Linked DNA regions of Mus musculus: region 2 is linked to region 1. A link is a contact called in public HiChIP or PLAC-seq data. All regions are on one chromosome and are shown on one strand. The core of a region is the stretch at or near the end of the contact, and the rest is flanking DNA. Distances in the headings are between cores, read along the strand shown. Region 1 holds the start of Tirap (toll-interleukin 1 receptor (TIR) domain-containing adaptor protein). Region 2 has its middle 5.5 kb from the start of Ei24.

What was found. HiChIP or PLAC-seq counts read pairs in DNA pulled down with a chosen protein or histone mark.
Region 2: an H3K27ac HiChIP or PLAC-seq map of embryonic stem cells shows a contact between it and region 1, with 6 times the contacts expected there. The contact joins the enhancer-like site here to the promoter of Tirap in region 1. A contact is called at or near these places in 8 of 39 promoter capture datasets (the 3T3-L1 cell line, embryonic stem cells, hippocampal neurons and 4 more) and 1 of 115 datasets of contacts at active chromatin or transcription factors (embryonic stem cells).

The regions. Positions count from the first base shown.
Region 1 is chr9:35,197,104-35,204,517 of GRCm38.p6, forward strand. It overlaps Tirap (toll-interleukin 1 receptor (TIR) domain-containing adaptor protein), which reads right to left and starts at 2,862. Exons shown (of 7, transcript NM_054096.2): 1 at 2,754-2,862; 2 at 2,108-2,216. It overlaps Foxred1 (FAD-dependent oxidoreductase domain containing 1), which reads right to left. Exons shown (of 11, transcript NM_001291448.1): 11 at 7,105-7,414.
Region 2 is chr9:36,799,136-36,806,549 of GRCm38.p6, forward strand. No RefSeq gene overlaps it. Among named protein-coding and RNA genes, the nearest start is that of Ei24, 5.5 kb to the left of the region's middle. Within about 2 kb of position 4,471, at least 5 of the 459 cell types and tissues checked have an H3K27ac peak or open chromatin away from gene starts, as enhancers often do. A contact at or near this core is called in embryonic stem cells, where this site is marked.

The sequences.
Region 1 (7,414 bases), core at 1,612-4,111:
TCCTACCAACCAAAGAGAAGTCATAGCAAACTTAACGTTGCCATATTTCTCAAATTGGCTCTTGGAATGCTTAAATTTCTTAGTTCAAAAACACTGCCTTTGTTCTGAAAATATCTATAACTACATAATGTATTTATATACTATGCTCCTAATACACTTTCTAAAAGGCCTTGTGGGGAAAAGGTTGAAGAAAGTGCCTAGGATCTTGAGGCCAGCCTCTGACCTGCACACTACCGGAGTCAAAAGGATTTATTGGAGCTGGGCAGTGATGGCACACACCTTTAATCCCAGCACTTAGGAGGCAGAGGCAGGCAGATTTCTGAGTTTGAGGCCAGCGTGGTCTACAGAGTGAGTTCCAGGACAGCCAGGGCTACACAGAGAAACCCTGTCTTGGAAAACCAAAAAAAAAAAAAAAAAAAAAAAAGGATTTACTGTAAAGCAACAACAGCAGTGTAGGCAGAATGACTGCCAGGGAAGGGGAAGCCAACAACAGAAAACCAATGTCACTAAACAGACCTGCAGCCATGCAATCCTCTGCCTTCAATAATGGTGATGGTGACACTGAAGTCAGTAGAAAAGGTTTGTTTTACCCCAGGCTTGTTACAGCTCCTTAGATAGCTGAGGATGACATTGAACGTCTTCTGAGCTTTCTGCCTCCACCTGAGGTGCTGGGATTATTGGCAAGGGCTACCAAGCCCAGTTTTAGGCCATGCTGGCCATCCAACCCAAGGCTCTGTGCAGGTAAGCGTTCTATCTACTGAGCTAGCTATACCACCAGCCCGGAAAGGTGCTCTTTGCAGTCCATAGTATTAGGTCAACTTAAGTAGTGTTGTGGGGAAAATTAATCTCAATCTTGCATCTCAAACCATGAAAATTACATTTTAAATGGATAGGAGAGTTATCTGTCACCAGCAATAAAGATCTTATAGGAAAATATATGACCTAGTTTCTGACTTTGGAGTAGACAAAGCAAAATACAAATTGCTTTCTGAGACATGGTCTCATTCTGTAGAGGCTGGCCTAGAACTCAGTATGTAGGCCAGGGTGGTCTCAAACTCACAACAATCGCCCTGAGTGCTGAGACACAGGTTCAAGAACCATTATGTCTTGGGGGCGGGGGTGGGAAGGGGAGAAATCAAATGTGATACAGTCTGTAGGAGGGGAAATGATAAATTGGAAAATATTAACGTGAAGACTTTTGCTCCAAAGATACCATTAGGAGAGTAAGGAGACTCTACTGGGACAGGGAAAACATTTAAAAACGTGTATCTAACAACCGTCCAAATCCCAAATATTTCAAGAACTCTATAAACTGCTAAGAGACACACAGTTGGGGAGTAGACCTGAATAGTCATTTCACAGAGAGGATATTCAAATGACCAACAGACCAAAAGATGCTCGGTTTACCGGGCCTCAGAAAAATGCAAATTGAAACCTCCGGGCTTCAAAGCTGTGTAGTCAGCAGAACGGCTACAGAGAGAAGGCCGCTGGCTGGAGCGTGATGGGGACATGGAAGAATGGGAGCACACAGAATGTGCTGCTGGGAGTGACTGCCGTAACTTCTGTGCTTGCTTGCTTTGTTTTGAGATAGGGTTTGATAGCCCAGGCTGGCCCTGAACTTACCTCTTCTCACCTCCACCAGCGTGCTGGGATCACAGGTGTCTGCTGTGATAGCCAGCAAGCACAGTTTTTATTTTTAGCTTAGAAAATGTTCGTTTCTGTGCATGGATGTTTTGCCTGTGTGTGTGTGTGTGTGTCTATATATCACTTTCATGCCATGTGCCTGTAGAGGCCAGAGAGGGCATTGGGTCATCCGGAACCAGAGTTTGTGACAGAGATGTTTGTGAGCCACTATGTGGGTGAGGAGATTCAACTAGGGTCCTCTGAAACAGCAGCCAGTGCTCTTAACCACCGAGCCTCTGCTCTGGCCCCAAACACAACTGTTTTAGAAAGCTACTGCACACTATCAAACTGAGCAAAGGTACAAAAGTCACACAAACTCAAAACAGGCCAAAGCTGAAAACAACCATGTTCAGTAAATCGGATGACCAGTCCACAGTCCACCTTTTCGACATGATGTTATACATCAAGCAGCATATGTACGTACATAGACTTACTGTTCTGGATGCAGGTTACACAAGAAAGCCTGTGAAAAGTGGCTTGGTAGGACTCGGGATCTGTGTTTCGGTATGCTGGTTGATATTGTTTCTTAAAGTCTGAAAACAAAGCAAGGCTTCCTCTGAGTCATTCCTGGGTAGGTCTGTCCGATGGAGAACTCCCTACTTCCTTCTCTAGTTGCGCTTCTCGGGTTTCTGGTTTACCTGCCAGCCAGTGTCTGACCTAAGGACCGAACTGTTCCTACTCCCCTAGTCCCTCTGGTACTTGGCACTGTAGTAATCCCTGGTGGATGCCCGTTAAATGACCGTGATAGCAACGCCCAGTGGGTTCTTAACTTTAAATAAAGTGACACTAATGCAGAACTTTGCCACAAAGTCAAGCCCAGAGGGGCCAGGTTATGACAGGGCAGAGACTTCAGGGAGCTAGGGAGAGCCACTTGATGTGGCCGGACTGCTTGAAGCCCAGCCGGACTAACAGCTCCATGCTGGCATCGGTGCCACAGAAAGGTGGCGGCTTTCGGGGGAGTGCTGGACCCCAGATTGGAAGGGGCGGATCAGGGGAGCGTTGTCCCGGGGAAAGGGCTGACTCGGCAGGGCCCGTCCGCCCACCGCCCCGCGTCCCCGCCGCCCGCTCACCTACGCGGCTCCACGCTGCGGGTTGCAGACTCGTCCGGGAAGTGCCCGCGCCCCGGCTCCCGGAAGCTCCTCGGCCACGGCCCTCCCGCCCGCACTAGCCACTCTCCTGCCCACACCCGCCGGCCGGACCCTAGGGGGCGCTCGCCAGTCCGCGTCGCTCAAGATTCCCAGCTGCCTGGTTACGACCCGAGGCTGAACCCAGACACCCGAGCTCCCTGAGGCTGCCGTGAAGCCCTGAGCCGCGGTTTGTCTTGTGTGAGGGCAAAGGGACGAGGAGAAAACTCCAGAAAGGGAGGTGCAGACCTTACCTTCTTTCGCACGGTTGGGGAAAATGAGACTTTCATCCCCTTAAGTAAGGTAGGTTAAGTGGACAAAGAAGCCGGCTAGCCCCTGGGAGGTCCGTTCTTTTACTGGGATATGGGTCCCATTAAGGTTGCTGCCCACAGGCTGGAATCAGTCTGGCCAAAAGTGCTGGCCTTCAGGGCAGGGATTTCCTAATGGCATTTCAACTGCATTTCCAAGGGTACCAAAATAACTGCAAAAAAAGGGTGGCTGGGCAAAGTGTTGGTAAGCCCTGATGAAATATTTAAGTCCTCTGCCTCCACTTCTTAGAGTTCCTGCTGTGAGCTTTGTGAAACGCCAAGGGAATATTGTTATTAAAACACCAACCTAAAACCAACTCACATGAAATACTGCAGGTGGCAGGAGTAGAATGGGCTGGTGTAAGGCCTTATTAGCCCACTCTTGATTTCTTTTTCTCTCCAGCCAAGCCAACCTGTAACTTGTTCAGAGGGAGGCAGTTGATGCCGTGGCGCTGTTCATGAATGATCTTTCTAGGTTTACTCATCAAAATTACATTCTCTGGATGCTGGTGTTGTGAGAGATGAATATTCATAAGAATTCCTGGAAAGCAATTGTGTCTGCAAAGGCTGACTTACTGATTAGAACTGCAGTGAGTTGGAGAGATAGGAATATTGCCTGTCCGGAGGCTCAGCTAGCTCTAAACCCCACGGATCGGCCAGCCATACCTTGAGCAGATCCCTAGCTGCCCAACCCGAAAGCTATCATCAGATAACACCTGAGTCCTACAGCAAAGGTCTCCCCAGCCCCAGTCTTGCTGTACTGCCTCTGCGATGTGCCCGACAATGTATTTTAAACTTGGCTTGATTTATGACTTTGTTCTGTAACAATTTAAAACGTTGTGAAGCTCCTTCCACACTGAAACATGCAGTTTAGGATAACCTAAATCTATATTCCTGGGACGTGGTCACTCAGGTATGGCTCAAGAATAAACCATTTCTTTTTTTTTTTTTTTTTTTTTTTAGCATATCTAAACCCTTTTTTTTTTAAAAGATTTTATTTATTTATTTATTTATTTATTTATTTATGTAAGCACACTGTCGCTGTCTTCAGACACTCCAGAAGAGGGAGTCAGATTTCGTTACGGATGGTTGTGAGCCACCATGTGGTTGCTGGGATTTGAACTCTGGACCTTCAGAAGAGCAGTCGGGTGCTCTTACCCACTGAGCCATCTCACCAGCCCCGAATAAACCATTTCTTATCCTGTTAGGGATAAAAGCTTTTGGGAAAGAGCTGTCTCACACCCACCCTCCACCCCAACCCCCAGCAGCTGGACACCCAGCAGTTGCTCACACTTGGTGGATGGCTCCTTGGCGAGGACATCTCTGCTTCTCCCTTTGGCCTCTGCCCAGCTGTGCTTGTGAAAACTGCCTCTCTTCCAGCCAGGTTCATTTTTGCATCCTGTAAGGAAAGATTTCCTCCCCAATAGCCTAGGCTAGCTTCAAACTTGTAATTAAAATGAATGAATTTTTTTTTCATCTTCCTGCCTCTAAGTTCTGGGATTAAAGGCTTGGGCCACTCTACCTGGCCAAGAAACTGAGGCTGGAGTACCTGCCCACCCAGAGGACCTGAGTTGATGCCCAGCACCCATATCCAGTGGCTCACAGTTGTATGTAACTCCAGCTTGAGGGAAGGACTCCCTTGTCATCTGCCCCCACCCCCAGCATACACGCACAAATGAAATAAAGATTTTACACATTATTATTGCATGTGTGTAGGTCAGAGGGCAGCTTTTGGGAGTTGGTTCTCTTCTACCTTGTTGAGGTAGGATATCTCTTGTCTCCACCATCCTATGTACTCCAGGCTGGCTGGCTCTTGAGGTTCCAGGCAATTCCCCTGTCTCTACTTTCCTGACATATTGAACCCTGGGATTGCACACATATGCAACCATACCATGCATTTTAACTTGGGTTCTGGGGATTGAAACTAAGCTGTCAGGCCTAAATGGCATCTTGAGCCATCTGCCCTACCTCTCATTGCAGTATAAACCCCCTGGGGCCAGGAAGGATCTTTAGGGTCCAGCAGGAATGCTTCGATGGGCAGAGTACAGGAGAAAGTGTGGGGTTGCTAGATTTGGGGACAAAGATGAGGGCTTGGCCCAGCCCCTCATATAGTTGAAAGGGCAAAGCAGATGCAATCACATGTCCATAAAGGCTTTCTCATGAGACAAGATTAAAGCCCTGTGGAAGTAGGGGTTTCCTTAAGCACTGATTACAACATCTATTTCTTTGAACCCTTAGACTGATGCTGTGCTGAAATCACTATGGGGCACTGTGAATGTTGGTGGGTTACATGGACTGATCAATGGAAGAGAGCCACTACAGGATGAATTCAGGCTTCTTAGCAGCGTGGGGTGGGGGGGGGTGGGGTGGGTGGGTGGGAGGAGCCTCTGTGGGACTGAAACCCACAGCTGCCTTGAAGCTCTTTTCAGTTACATAAAAGGCATCTTTAGCAAGTCAATTTCTGCATACCAAAACCTCTTATCTGATTTAGGGGCTATCTTGCTATCTTGAAAGAACTATCACCTAAGCAATTCTCAGCCGTGGGAAACATTATCTCCTGACTAAGATGGGCAAAAGCTCTAAGAAACCTTCAAAGGAATAACCCCATACAAATCTCAGATAACAGTCGCTGACAAAAGGGTACTTCAAAGCTTAGGTGCCATCACTCCAGATTCATGGCAGATACAAAGGTTTGTTAAAAGTCGGCTACAGAGTACCTCTATAATCCAGGGCTAACCAATTCTCTGACCTATCTCTTTAGCCTAAAGCCTGTCCACCCTGTTCATGACAAGACCCTTCTAATATTTCAGCACTACCTTCTGGTGAGTTTTCTTTTGCTTACTGCCTAATTTCTGGCTCTCTTCAAGCCACACTCAGGCTCTATACTCCTAGCTGGCCCATCTCCTCTCCTGTCCCCTCCCCTATATGGTGTCTACCTCTTTTACTTTTTATTTACTCCAAAGGACTTCGGAAGGAGCCATTTTCCTAGGAAGCTCAACTCTGGTTCCCTCTCTTCTGTAACTTCTCTCTGTGCCTTAGATTGCATTCCCTGGTCACCACTGACCTGCTAGGTGCTAAGCCCAGCTGTCATGTGACATATCATTCTAGTGCCTGCTTCTTGTCTTCATGATTCCATTTAACTGGATTTTCTCCTGCCTCATGGGCCACTTTCAGCAATCACCTGTTCTCTCTAAATGTCAGTGGGTACCCCAGCTTTTCTGTGTTGTCCTTAATGCTTTGCTTTCCTTTGTTGATGCCGTTATCACCTGTCTACACTCAGACTGCCCACCCAATTTGTCCAATCACCCCTCACACCTCCCACAGGCACTTTTCTTTCAGTTTGTCCCACACCAGACCACTCATTTTGCTGTTCTTCCCTCTGTCGTTTTGGTAAGAATGGTGCCTGTTTGACTATTAAGCCAGAAACTTGGGAAACACTGACTCTATTTCATGTTCATTGTCACATTGCTCCACGGGTTTCCCACCAAGACTGTTATCTGTTAAGTAGACTAAACAGCCTTTGTCTACAGCCTGCTTCCTGCTTTGCTATCTTTGTTCTCTTCAAGGGGACCAGTGACTTCCCCCAGCTCCTCTCTGTTGGTGCTGAGGATCACATCCAGGGCCATCCACTTGCTAAGCAAGCACTCTACCACTGGGCTACACCCTAGCCAGACAGATTTTTAAAAAGAAAATCCGATCATGTTGCTTCCATATTTAAAAATCTGCTGGGTTTCTGCCGAGGTGAAATCCAAGCTTCTCAGTGTGGCTCTTCAGATCCTGGCTCCTTCTTTCCCCAAAGCTCCATGATCCAGTCAGAAAGCTACTCTGAATCCTGCTATAGACTGAATGTGGTAGTCAGAAGCTGGAGGTTTATAGAAGCTAACTAGAACCATTTCTTTCCCTAGAACCACTGCTCCTGTAACAGGATAGTAGCTTGCAAACAAGATGCCTCCCACAGAGGATCTAAGAAACACTCTCAAGAGGCTGCCTTTTTTTTTTTTTTTAAGATTTATTTATTTTATGTATGTGAGTACATTGTCACTGTCTTCAGACAGAGTAGAAGAGGGTATCAGATTCCATTACAGATGGTTGGTTGTGAGCCACCATGTGGTTGCTAGGAACTGAACTCAGCACCTCTGGAAGAGCAGTCAGTGCTCTTAACCATCTCTCCAGCCCCCAAAGCTGCCTTTTTAATGGCACAATACTTCAAAAGCTTCTACCATGAGAAGAAAAGTAGGAAGAACATAAGGCCAGATTAAAGAACAGGTTAATAGACAAGTCAATAAATTTGGGCCAGGT
Region 2 (7,414 bases), core at 3,221-5,720, 1.6 Mb after region 1:
TCCTGATGCTGGGACTAAAAGAGTGTGCCACCAGTTCCCAGCCCAAATGTTTTTAAATGCCATTGTGCAAAGAATGGCAGTTGTAGAGAAGTGGTGGGTGGGGCTAAAGAGAAAAAATCGCATTTTGATAAGGTTTGGTTTGTACCCCACCTATTAACTATTTTTTAAAAATCTAGCCCAGTTAGACGTGTATACTGGACAAGTGCTTTATCACTGAGCTAAATTCCCATCCCCTTCAAATTCCTATTCAAGTTACTTTTAGAGCAGCAACTCCCTGCTTTTAAGAGGGAAAGGAAGCCGGGCGTGGTGGAGTATGCCTTTAATTCCAGCACTCGCGAGGCAGAGGCAGGCGGATTTCTGAGTTGAGGCCAGCCTGGTCTACAAAGTGAGTTCCAGGACAGCCAGGGCTATACAGAGAAACCCTGTGTCGAAAAACCAAAAAATAAAAAGAGGGAAAGGAGAGGATAATTGCCCCTCTTGGCCTGGCAGTGTAGCTCAGTGGTAGAGACCTGACTAGTCTTCCTCTGGCCCCACCTTTAAGAGAACTCCTTTCTTGCTGGTTTTGTTTCACTTTTAAGTGCTCTTAGCTCACAATTGCCCTTATAGAAAAATGGCATCATTTAGGGTGGCCTATTTGCTTACTCTCTGAACTATTCTGCCTCTTCTAGAAGACTTTGTTCCCTACTCCCAATCTCTTCTATGGCTCTTCACTTCTTTTTCTTCTTATTTCCCTTTGCCTTCACCAATGCTTAGACCTGCTACTGATCGGGTCATCTATAGAATCAAATGCTTATTATAAGCCATTATTATTATTATTCCTACGTGGAAAGAACCTGAAACCCAGATGTCAAAGTCAATGGCAAAACAAATGCCCAGACCTCTCAGATATAGCATAAGTGAGGTGGCCATTGCTACAATACAACATCATGTCCAAAAGCAGCTTGAAGAGGAATGTATTTGGCTTACAGTTTTATATCACATTCTGTCAATGAGTTAAAGTCAGGACAGGAACTTGAGGCAGGAAGTGAAGCATGAAGGAACATTGCTTACTGACTTGCTTTACGAGGCTTGTTTGGTCTGCTTTCTTATAACACCGAGGCCCACCTGCCCAGGTGCAGGATTGCCCTCAGTGGGTTGGGCTCTCCACCCCAATCATTATTCAAGAAAATCCAGCCTTACAGACTTATCAACAGGCAATCTGATGGAGACATAGTCTCAATCAGGGTCCTCTTCCCAGGTGATTCTTTACCTAACAAACTGACAAAGAACTAATCAGGACAGCTCTCTTCTATTTCAGTGGACTAACATTATTCCCTGGCCCAAGTTCAAGAACCATTCTAGAATAAACTTCCCCTTTCCCTGGTGTGCCCAAATCTTAGCTTCTTGTTCAAATCAGCAAGATAAAATGGAGAAGGGATCAAAGCTTCCAAAAGTAAAGTCCCTGCTGGTTTCAGTGTTTGGCACAAATCTGAAATCATAGCATTGGAAAGATAAAGACTAGAGGATTCCAAGTTCAAAGCTAGCCTGGGCTATATGAGAAAACCCTGCTTTTAATATATATCTATACATATCCTGATGATAGTGGTTCAAGACTTTTGCCCTGTACAGGAAGACAGAGACAGAGGCAGGTGGAGCTGTGTGAGTTCAAAGACAGCCTCGTCTATTTGTAAGTTCCAGGCCAGCTAGGACTCTATAGTGAGACTCCGATTCAACATAATAATGATAACCATATCATCATTCTGGATTTACATATGGAAACACTTAAGGGGAGAAACTCTTGTTTTCTTGTTTGATTCAGCCATGGGCAATAATCTCTGCTTTGATGAAATAGATCTGGACCTGGGGATTTCCTCTCAAAGTTTCTATTCTCATAAGTCTTTTGACTCATTTACCCTACCACTATGATTCCCATAAGCTTTAAAACAGGCACATATGGGCTGTTTATAATCCTAGCAATCAGGAGGCCCAAGAAAGAGGATTGCAAGAAAAGTGAGGCCAACCTGAGCTATGTAAGCTACATAGAAAGACTCTGTCTCAAACAAAACAAACAAACAAAAAAATGGATTTTTTTTTGTTTTGGTTTTGGTTTTTGGTTTTTTCCGACAGGGTTTCTCTGTGTAGCCTTGGCCTGGAACTCACTCTGTAGACCAGGCTGGCTTCAAACCTCCTGCCTCTGCATCTTGAGTGCTGGGATTAAAGCATGTTCCTGCCCCGACACCCACCACCCCGGACTTTTATTTAGGGATTTTATTTTTACTAAAACAAGCAATTCATCTGCTGATGCTTAGAAATCTTATTATAAGAACATTTAAGTGGTTTTTGGACTGCAGGAGCAAGACAGACACAATGTAGGCCAGAGGCTGTTAGTTCAGGTGGTGGATCCACCGGAAGATTTCTAACATAGAATAGTTAATAAATGTAAGATGCTAGGCTCTGCGTCCAGCAATTGTGTTATCTGTTGATTCTAAAGAAGAAGAAGGAGAAGGGGAAGGGGAAGGAGAAGAAGAAGAAGAAGAAGAAGAAGAAGAAGAAGAAGAAGAAGAAGAAGAAGAAGAAGAAGAAGAAGAAGAAGAAGAAGAAGAAGAAAAGGAGGAGGAGGAGGAGGAGGAGGAGAGGAGGAGGAGGAGAAGAAGAAGAAGAAGAGGAGGAGGAGGAGGAGGAGAAGAACAAGAAGAAGAAGATTTAAGTGGATTAATAATAAACTGATTCTTGTAATTATCAATTACAAAGCAACAGCTCTTCCTTCAAACTTTATTCTTTCTTTAAAAAAATAAAATCACAGTTTAAAGCCAGGTATAGCTCTAGCAACTGGGAGTCTGAGGCTGGAGGATCACTTGAGCCCACAAATTCAGTTCCAGGTAGAATAAAGGCAGCAAGATCAAATCTAACTGACAAAGGAAAAAAATAAAATAAAAAGAAGCTGGGCGGTGGTGACCACACCTTTAATCCCAGCATTTAGCCAGGTGGATCTCGGAGCTCAAGGCCAGCCTGTTCTACAGAGTGAGTTTCAGGACAGCCAGGGCTACATAGAGAAATGTGTCTTTAAAAAACAAAAAAGAAGTGGGGCAGTGGTTGCACACACCTTTACTCCCAGCACCCAGGAGGCAGAAGCAGGCATATCTCTGTGAGTTCAAGGCCAGCTTGGTCTGCAGAGTGAGTTCCAGGATAGCCAGGGCTATACAGAGAAACCCTGTTTAGAAAAAAAAAAAGGAAAAGAGAGAGGGGGGGGGGGAACATAGGGCTGAAGATGTAGCTGTGTGCTACAGCACTACCCTAACATGAAGGAGGCTCTAGGTTTAGTTCCCTGAACTTCAAAGCAGAGGTGAAAATTGGTTGAAGTGGAAACTTAGGGTTCTTTGGAAAGTTAGTTGTGTCAGATAGTGTTTTGCTGCCATCAATACATGAAAGAGCATTTCTCTGAAGCAGACACAGGTGAAAGGATGTTCCACTAAAGCAAGCACGTGAAAGGACAAGTGACGAGGATTCTTAGCTAACAACACACTTTGGCTTTATTAGCTACTTTGAAATTTCTTCCTTGCCTGGCAAATACAAAAGTGGATGCTCACAGTCATCTATAGGATGGAACACAGGGCCCCCAATGGAGAAGCTAGAGAAAGCACCCAAGGAGCTGAAGGGGTCTGCAACCCTATAGGTGGAACAACAATATGAACTAACCAGTACCTCCAGAGCTCGTGTCTCTAGCTGCATATGTATCAGAAGCTGGCCTAGTCAGCCATCGTTGGGAAGAGAGGCCCCTTGGTATTGCAAACTTTATATGCTTCAGTACAGGGGAACACCAGGGCCAAGAAGTGGGAGTGGGTGGGTAAGGGAGCAGGGTGGGGGGAAGGTATAGGGAACTTTCTGGATATCATTTAAAATGTAAATAAAGAAAATACCTAATAAAAAAAAAAGAAAGAAATGTCTTCCTTTCTCTTTTTGTCTTCTTGTTTTGAGACAGGGTCTTTTTATTATGTAGATCGGACTGTCCAGGAACTCGCTATGTGCATTTGGCTGACCTTGAACTCACAAAGATCTGTCTGCCTCTGCCTTTTGAGGGCTGAGATTATGCATTAAAATTTTTGATTCTTCATCAACAGAAAGACAAACTGGATCCCATTGTGAGAGGCTTCTTTTCCTTCTTGTGTCCCTGTTTGTTTTGTTTTGTTTTGTTTTGTTTTTCTGTTTTTCCGTTTTGCCTTAATACTTTTTGTTTCCAAAGAGCATTCACTTACTGTTGTAGAATTAGACACCACTTGTCAGACAAGCAGGGGAGATCATTATTGTAGTGGTTTTGCTATGGAAGAAGCTCATAAAAACAGTATTTAACTCAGAAGACTCCGTCTTCAGTGACGGAGCTTGGATGAGCTCATGAAAGAAATAAAATGAAAGAGAAAAGCTTCAGCCAAGCTTGGTGGTGCACACCTGGATTCGGCAGCACGTGGGGGGAGGGGGAAAGCAGAAAGACCAGGACTCCAGTTCATCCTCAGCTAAACAGTGCACTCAGGGCTAGCCTGCTCTATATGAGACCCTGCCTCAAAACAAACGCGAAAATCATATAAAAGGTGTCAGAATAAAGATGGAGTCAAAATAAAGATGGAGTTGTTTGTGTCAACCATGAGAGAGACAGAGAGAGAGAGGAGGGGGAGGGGGAGGGGGAAAGGGAGAGGGAGAGAGGAACAAGCAAGCTGTTTATCAGTCTGGAGAAATGGCTCAGCGGTTAAGAGCACTGACTGCTCTTCCAGAGGTCATGAGTTCAATTCCCAGCATCCACATGGTGGCTCACAACCATCTGTAATGGAATCCGATGCCCTTTTCTGGTGAGTCTGAAGACAGTTAAGGTGTAATCATATAAATAAAATAAAAAAATGATTCCTTAAGAGAGAGAGAATGTTTATCTATCACAAGACTGCCAAAACCTTCGACTACAAGTACTTATGCTCATCAAGTGCTGGCTCGACTTCAGACTGAACCCCCCAACACCCACACCCACACAAATGGGTTTACTTATGTAGCTCTAGCTGGCTTGTAACTTGTAACAGGGTGGCCTGGAACTAACAGAAATATTCTTGCCTCAGCATCCCCAGTGCTGGGATAATGATGCCATTCTTGTTATTAGTCATTGTGACCAAGAGTTGTCATTTCAACATATACAATGTAATCCTCTAGATTTCTGTCTTTAAAAGTAACCCATTTACCCAGGTATGAGATCACCATGCTTGTAAGCCTAGTATTTGAGAGATGAAGGCAGTGGAGTTGAGGTAAATTCTAAGCCACCCTTGGGGGTGGGGATGGGGTGGCAGAACAATGCTCTGTGGGGGGCGGAGAGGAAGAAGAGAGGGTGAAGAAGACACACCTCCACCACCTTGAATACGGTCACAGTTTACAGCATGAACATTCTCACTGCAATGTTCTGCTATTTTCAATTATAATGCTATTCCAAAATAAATACCCCTATTCACTAGAGAATCCCTCATGTTTTTAATTTAGGTGATAGTCCTGGGTATAGTGGCTCATTCTCTCCAGTCCAACCGTTGTTTGACAGGCTGTGGCAGAAGGACTGCTTCTGAGAACTCAAACCGGAGTCACATTGTCATACATTGTTATTAACTCTCTATACATTTCTGTTTCCTACTGTATCCTTCCAGCCTTGTTTTTCAGCCTATGCTGATCCTGTAACCCCATGATGTATACCCATGCCGTTTGCCTTGCTAAAGCTTCTGTGATGCTCCCTTTCTGTCTGATGTATTCCTCCCCTCATCTACCCACAGTCAGCCTTGAACCCTGAGTCCCCCATTCTTTCTGTCCAAGTGCTAACAGCCAATTATCTCAAGAGCCATTTTGTACCCTAACCTTTCCCCATAAAAGTGACCTCAAAAGCCGGTGAAGGGTTGCTTTCTAAAACCCTGACTTAGAGGGAGGCCGTCATCTAGCCAGCCCCTTGTGCGAGTCTAACTACAGCTTGCTTTAATCAGAGAGTAGTGGAAATGTTTTTCCTCAGGTCTAACACTTCCAGTTCAGTGACAATCTAGACTACATAGACATTTCCAGGCAACCAGCAAGAGAATAAATAAGGAAAGTGTTAGTTTCAAACCTATGGACAAGTGGCTGAGGTGCCCATTTAACATACCCAGTAACAAGTAGGAACTGAAGGATGCTGGGAGAACCTGGAGGGCAGGTCTGCTTTGGTATGTTTGATATGTAAAACACACACAGACATACAGAGGCACAGACAGACAGATACACACACATACACACAGGCACACACACACTCCCACAGGAAGTTGTAAAATAAGGAATGTGAAAGGCCTGCTACATCTTAGATGCCTAATAAATCTTAGTATTGTTCTCCTTTGGAAGAGTCTAAGCCTAGAAGCTAGAGCATCTGGACTCTAGATCTGGTATTATTGATGGTTTACTATGCCGCAAAACCAAAGTAGGAGAGAACGTCTTCTAGATTCTATGCATGTAAGCAAATCCTGCTGGCTATGATGAACTCTCTAGCCCAGGGGCTGGGGTCCCCTTCCCCCAGAGGACTTTCACTGTATAATCCTGACATTATAGTTAGCCAATGCTTTTTTATTTTTACCTTTGACCTTCTGGCTGCTATACTTAGTTCCGCTCTCCCCTCCCCTCCCCCTCTCACCACATGGTTCAGGGTCATGACCACTCTGAACTCTCCCAGATGTGTCTGTCTCTGGCAACTATCTCTCACATATAGATAATTAACTTTCTCCTCCATCACACCTAGGCACAGTCCTTTCTCTCTCTCTCTCTCTTTTTTCATTCAGAAAGATGTTGGCAGGGAAGTGATCACAAAGGAGCTCTTACACACTGGTGCTAAGAATGTAAACTAGCCCTTCCACTGTGAAAAATCAACATGGAGCTACCTCCAAAAATTTAAAAATAGGGCTGAAGATGTACTTCAGTTGGCAGAGTGCTTGCCTACTATACACGAGGCCCTAGGTTCCATCTCAAGCAACTCATAAAATGGGCATGGTGCTATCTGCCTGTAACCCCAGTTTTAGGAGCCTGGGCAAGAGTATCAGAAGTTCAGGGTCCATCAGGCCTAGTCTGTGAATTCTAGGAGACTTTTCTGAAAGGGGTGTGGCTCCTCGAGGTACAAGTCACACTGAGGCACTAAATTCTCAACAGAAAGGAGATTTATTACGCTGGGGGTGGTGTAGGGCTGCCTCTGGATCCAGGCAAAGGCTGCCAGCCAGGAGAATGTTTTTGTATGTATGGTATGTATGTATGTATGCATGTATGTATGTATGTATGTATGTATGTATGTGTAAGTCCTGATTGGGCAGGTTAGCCAGTATAGCCAAATAAATAATGAATTTTGTTTGGGCTTTGGTGTTTGGTCTCAGGAATGAGTCAGTGGCCAGATAAGGGAATAGGCCTTGTAGGCAAG